Linked DNA regions of Mus musculus: region 2 is linked to region 1. A link is a contact called in public Micro-C data. All regions are on one chromosome and are shown on one strand. The core of a region is the stretch at or near the end of the contact, and the rest is flanking DNA. Distances in the headings are between cores, read along the strand shown.

Region 1 (2,854 bases), core at 244-2,743:
GCACTGTGCTCTCTCGTCTCCTCTCCTTTCTAGTATTCCCAGAGTCAAGAACTTCAAGCTGTTGACAGTGTCCTTTCTTGGTACAAGTCTTGTGTACAGAAATTCAAGACTCAGCAACTCAGTTAAGTCAACATAAGCATCAACATCCTGGCAGTCCCTCATATACCTGCATTCACCAACAACTTGTTGATCCAATCCGAATCTCCCAGGCTACATTTGAAAGCTCACGCCGGGCGGGCATAGTGGCACACGCCTTTAACGCCAGCACTTGGGAGGCAGAGACAGGCGGATTTCTGAGTTCAAGGCCAGCCTGGTCTACAAAGTAAGTTTCAGGACAGCCAGGGCTACATGGAGAAAATCTGTCTCAAAAAACCAAAAAAAAAAAAAAAAAAAAAAACCTCACATTACCACAGGAGGAAGCTCATTCTCTAACTGAACCCTTAAGGAATGAATATTAAAAGGCCTTCTCTGCCATCAACCACTTATTTCTATTTACACCTGAATCCCAGTAGAAAGCGACCGGCTGGAGGTTCCTACTTCAACTTTCCTGTTGCCCTACGGTTTAAGACAATCACGCTATGGTATTAAAATTTTTCTTTTTCTCCAGCAATGTGCGGCCCGCCGGTCCCAAAAAGTTCCCTGAACGACAGCCTCTCAGAACTCAGAACTAAACTTCAACCCCTACTGGGAAAAATGAGTCACCTCCTCTGTCCCGGCGGTCCCACTCGGACGACACTTCAGCTCACAAGCTACACCGGTCAAATACCAATCTTAAGCGTGTGGCACCCCTCAACTTCCCACACCCAGAAAGTGGCCCTCTGCTGCCGGCGGCTGCGGCTGAGGGCTGGCTGTAAGCGACAGCTCCCAGCGTCCCGGAAGAAAACTCCAAGAGAAGCGCTCGCGCTCCCACCCGGAGCAACCTGTGCTGATAACAACGGCGGGAAATGTCAGTCCTGCGCGGCAGTCGCCCGGACCTCTCAACAACACACTCTCCGACCCGTCTGTCCCGGGCCGCCACTCTCAGCCCCCGGCCAGCTCGCGCGGGCCACAATCGGGGACCCTTGAGGGGTAGCGAACCTGGCCCGGCCCGCTCGCCACGCTGCGCTGCGCTGCGCCCACCGTGAGTCAGCAGGCAGCAGGTGGACGGGCCGGCTGCCTAGGGGCTTCCCGCCCGATTGGAAGCCATGGGGCTCCTGGGGTCCCCGAGCGGCCTGCGCCCCCAGCCCGGCCCCCCTCACACACAGTGAGTCAGCAGCACCATAGCCGGCTAGCCCGGCCCCTCTCCGCCGCCTCCGACCCACACAGGCCGCGCCGGGACGGCGGAGCCGCGGGGACGGCGCCAGGCCCTTTACCGATGGAGTGGAGGATGTCGATGGAGGCCTCCCGGTCGGTGCTGAGTAGAGACTGGGCTCTCTGGAACTCCACCACCGCTGCGGCCGCCATCTTACCGCTCTCACACCGTCCCCGGCCGCGGCCGCCGACGCCGGAAACACACACCCGGAAGACCCGCCCTCGCGTTCCTACCAGAAGACCCCGCCTCCCTTCTCCGAGCACCCCGGGAGTTGTAGTCTCTCTGCCCCGTGGGTGGCCCAGGAGCGTCCCGCAAGCGACAAACGAGCTCCCCCATCGCCATCTCGCGGCCATCTGAAGAGACAAACCGAAATTAATCCCCACCACTCCAAAAGAGGCTGAGTACTCAAGGAAAGCTGCTTGGCTGTTTGTATAGTATCCCCGTGTAACCAGTCACTCATAGCGATAGATGATCTTTCAAATTGCCTATTATGTGGCAGGAATAGCACCGTTCAGATTCATTCAGATGTTTTGCAGGGAGGACACATACACACACTCCCTTCCAGGACGGAAGAAATCGCCAATGTAAAAGAACACTGTCTTTCACAAATAGCCATTCCATCATCGGACAGAGCTTCACATTGTGGATTGAAAGTCATCTTTGACCCAATCATTCAATCTAAATAGTTCTTGAGATTCACATTTGACTCATACCAGCTTTCCAGCTCAACAATAGAACAAAATTTTCCTCCCGTATCTCCAATTCCTTCAACTGTAATAGGATATCTGTGAAGATATCAAGGGAAAGGGGAAAAAAGCATGTTTCTTATCACTAAGGATCAACCTAAAGATGTTGCTAAACCTATACAGAGGGAGACCTTCTAAGTTGATGACAATCTGGAAATTAAATAGCTGTGCTGTATAAAAAACTAAGTAGAACCAACATTATACTCCTCTATGACTGGACTAATCAATCTCTATACCTGTCTCCTTTCATTTGTCCAACAATACTCAACAAGAGTCTTTGAAAAAATATTTAATTAATACCTAAGGAAACTGAAGGGAATAAAGTGACTGACAGAACTGAGACCTGGTAGGAAAGACATTCCCACCCTTTGCATTTTCTAATGAAATCTGGGTAATATCCCACCATGCTGGTAACAGAAGTCCTGACTTTGTTGTGTCACGTGAACTAAACTGGCTTCCAAATTCTCCCAACTCTGAAATTCCATGAACTTCGGTGTAATGCTGTGATCATCCCCCCCCCCCCACACACACACACACACACACTCACCCAAGAAGTCATTCCTTCTTTCTCAATCTGATGGAGAGCTAATGAGACTATACTGAATTCATTTGTTGTTGTAGTTTTTAAGTTTTTACTTCTATGTCTGTCTGTCTGTGGGAACTCACATGCCATGGCATGCACATGGAGAAGGGAACTCTTGCAGAAGTCAGTACTCACAATCATGGCCAGCCCAGAGATTGAACTCAGGGACTCATGTTTGGCAGCAAGCACCCTTATCTGTGCCCTCTTCCCTTCTCCTCTCCCAGGTGCTAGAAT
Region 2 (2,854 bases), core at 147-2,646, 140 kb before region 1:
TATCTAAAACCTCCTTATCTGGACCATGACATTCTCTGTCCCCACCACCTCACTGACACCAGTGTAGTCACATTACCACCCCTTCATAACCACAATGCCTTTTATACTGCTCTGAGGTTGTTTTTCTTCCCTTCCTAGCTGCCTTCACTTCACACCTCCTAGAAACTCATCCCTGAGTCCCCCAGGAGGCTTCTCTTCCACCTCCTACTCACATCCCGAAGCCTATGCCAACTGTGTTAAGGCTGTTACAGTGGCATCCCCTCTTCTCTCCAGATTTTTATTCCAGTGACTGTTGCTAAGTAACAAAGCAACCCAGACCCAGGAGAAATAAATAATTAAATCACCATCTTATCATGCTCACAGATTCTGTGGGCTGAGTTTGGAAGGGTCAGTGCGGCCCGTTCACCTCTGCTGCGTGGTGCCTTGGGCATCAGCTGGGAAATGCTAAGGCTGCTTCTCAGCAACTTCTGTGCACTGAGACCCATTTGGCTCCTGTGAGACCCACATGGGAACTGGATCCCGGTGGTGACTATCTACAAGGCTGGAAACTTAATCAAAGTATGTGGCTGGAGGTGGGGCCTTTAGGAGGCGATTATCACCGGATAAGGTCTTCAGAATAGAGCCCTTGTTGAAAACTGATGGCTGTGTTGGAAGAAAGACCTAAGAATTCACACGTACTCTACAAGATATTAGCAAGAAGGATGTTTCTACATCTTCCCCTAAACGATGTACCAGAGTTGTATGCCACAGTAAACCTTGCTTCCTCATCATTTGCCTTGCCTGTGATGCTGTGATATCATGCTATTACAATAGCAAAAAGACTAGGATAAACAATGGGTGTGAAACACTGAAGCCCTAGAGTTTGTCTGGCCCAGTACCAATACTGCTGACCCAGAATGTCTGTGCTCTGTAAGACTTGGCATCCTCTCAACATGGTAACCTAGGGGACAGTCAGCTTGGGGCACAAGCATTTAGTTGTTTACAAGAAGATAAACTCTCACTTATCCTAAGCAGTGATATGTCCCTGATGAAGCAGTACCAGTAAGATTTGGGGTTTAAATCTTATTGAGACAAGAAGGCTGGAGCAAGAGGGCAGAGAGGGAGGAGAAAAGGAGGAAAGAGTGGGGGTTGGGGGAGAGGGAGATTACACGGAACCCTGTGAAGAGGCAGCCCAACTGGCTTCCAAGTGTCGATGGGAAGACAGAATGAACAGAGCGTTCTCCATTGAGAAGGAGCCAAATCAATTTGCTGAGATCAAAAGAGCATAATTATTATGGCCCTGTAGTCAAGCTGAAGAAATGAAGTAGAGAATGGGAAATTCAGGAGACAGTGTATATTTCAGAAGACAAGCAGGACCTGGAGAAATTCCATGGCCACTTGGACTTCAGCCACACCTACATCTCTCTGGAGGGCAGACGTGCCCAAGTTACTGTGGTCTTCTAGGATATGTGCTGAGAGGGCTGGAGCCAGCTGAGAGAAGAGGTCTTCCGCTGAGAGAACCACAGAGTAAATCACTTCCCCGACCCCCCCCACAAAGGGAATCGAGACACAGTGGTCTCCTCCCAGGAAGTTCTCTGTGGTCCCTGAGGGGAGAATTTGTTACTATGACCCAGCCTATCATATTGTTTAGTCTCTTGTCATAAAGCACTGAGCCTTTGCCTATGAGTCACATGCTCCAAACATCTGTGGCTTCTTGGAGCTCATTTTTAAAATTCTGCATTTTATAGCTGTTATTTCTAGGACGCACGGTTTTGTCTGACATGCACATGGGGGTACAATCAGGTTGAGGTGTAAGGACACAACAGAAAGGGGAATGTGAAGGAAAACAGACAAGGAAAATGACAGTTACAGTGACCCTCAGCAGACTATGACCCCTACCTGCTACAGCAACCAACAAGCTTAAATTTCAAACTACCTTCATGCACTTTTGGTGGTTGCGAGGGTTTGAACCCAGGGACCCAAGAGTGCAAGCCAAGTGCTCAGCCACTGCATGGCACACCAAGGCCAAAGGTAATCATGGGGGAAAGGAGAAGCTACATTCTGTTGCTCTAAGAATTTAAATAGCCTCTTTTTAAGTTCACCAGCATAATCACCTTTAAAAATTAGAATTTGTTGTAGATTAGCGTAGCTCTCAGAACTCATCTGATAAGTTTCCTTGTGCAGTAGTAGTTAGCAAGAAACTCAGAACCAATGAAAATGCAGAGAATACCAGTTGGTGGTGTGCTCAGCCACAGGTGGGACATCACCCCCTGCCAGGGCTGGGAACACTATAGAAGAGGAAGCAGAAAGACTGTAAGACCCAGAGGTCAAGGAGGACCCGAGCAAAGCCGCGTCTCCTAGATGAGAGAGGACTGCTGTACTCCGGAACTTACACAGCTGTGGTCAGCATTCTAGCCCGGAGGGAGGAGCACTGTGAACCCCCACCCTAACTGAAGAGTGATTTACAGATTCTGACAGCTCCTAGGGGAAGGAGAGACAGTCTTAAGGGTGTGTCGCCTGGTAGGTTGATGCTGTGCAGTGGATGGCCCCACACCTACGAGTATATGGTCAGCACAAATTGGACTCAGTGGATAACTTTTACAAAAAGAAAGAGGAGCTGAAGCAGCGAAGAGTAGAGCAATCAGAAGAGAAGTGAGGGTAAAGATGATTAAAATATGTTTTATAAATTCTCAAACAATTAATATAAATGTATTAAATTAGCTTTCCCATGCATGTGCTTATTTTTCTGTACTAAAGATTGGACACATGGCCTTACATATGCTAAGCAAGCACTCTCCCACCAAACTACATTCCCAGGCTTGCATTTATTTGTTTGTTTGTGGTTTTATTTTGAGACAGGGTCTACCAGGCTCTC

The links. Hi-C and Micro-C count contacts between places; a contact is called where the count stands out from the background.
Region 2: a Micro-C map of the HL-1 cell line shows a contact between it and region 1, with 3 times the contacts expected there. The contact joins the enhancer-like site here to the promoter of Psmd11 in region 1. A contact is called at or near these places in 4 of 39 promoter capture datasets (the C10 cell line, the SN4741 cell line, macrophages and 1 more), 1 of 15 datasets of contacts at CTCF or cohesin (large pre-B cells), 5 of 484 Hi-C or Micro-C datasets (CD4 T cells, CD8 T cells, the HL-1 cell line and 2 more), 2 of 115 datasets of contacts at active chromatin or transcription factors (embryonic basal ganglia and memory CD8 T cells) and 4 of 9 other capture datasets (adipose tissue, liver, macrophages and 1 more).

The regions. Positions count from the first base shown.
Region 1 is chr11:80,427,254-80,430,107 of GRCm38.p6, reverse strand. Psmd11 (proteasome (prosome, macropain) 26S subunit, non-ATPase, 11) reads right to left here and starts at 1,493. Exons shown (of 14, transcript NM_178616.3): 1 at 1,353-1,493. The coding sequence starts at 1,443.
Region 2 is chr11:80,563,838-80,566,691 of GRCm38.p6, reverse strand. All of the region lies in intron 20 of Myo1d (myosin ID), which reads left to right. Among named protein-coding and RNA genes, the nearest start is that of Gm38907, 54 kb to the left of the region's middle. Within about 2 kb of position 1,396, at least 34 of the 459 cell types and tissues checked have an H3K27ac peak or open chromatin away from gene starts, as enhancers often do. A contact at or near this core is called in the HL-1 cell line, where this site is marked.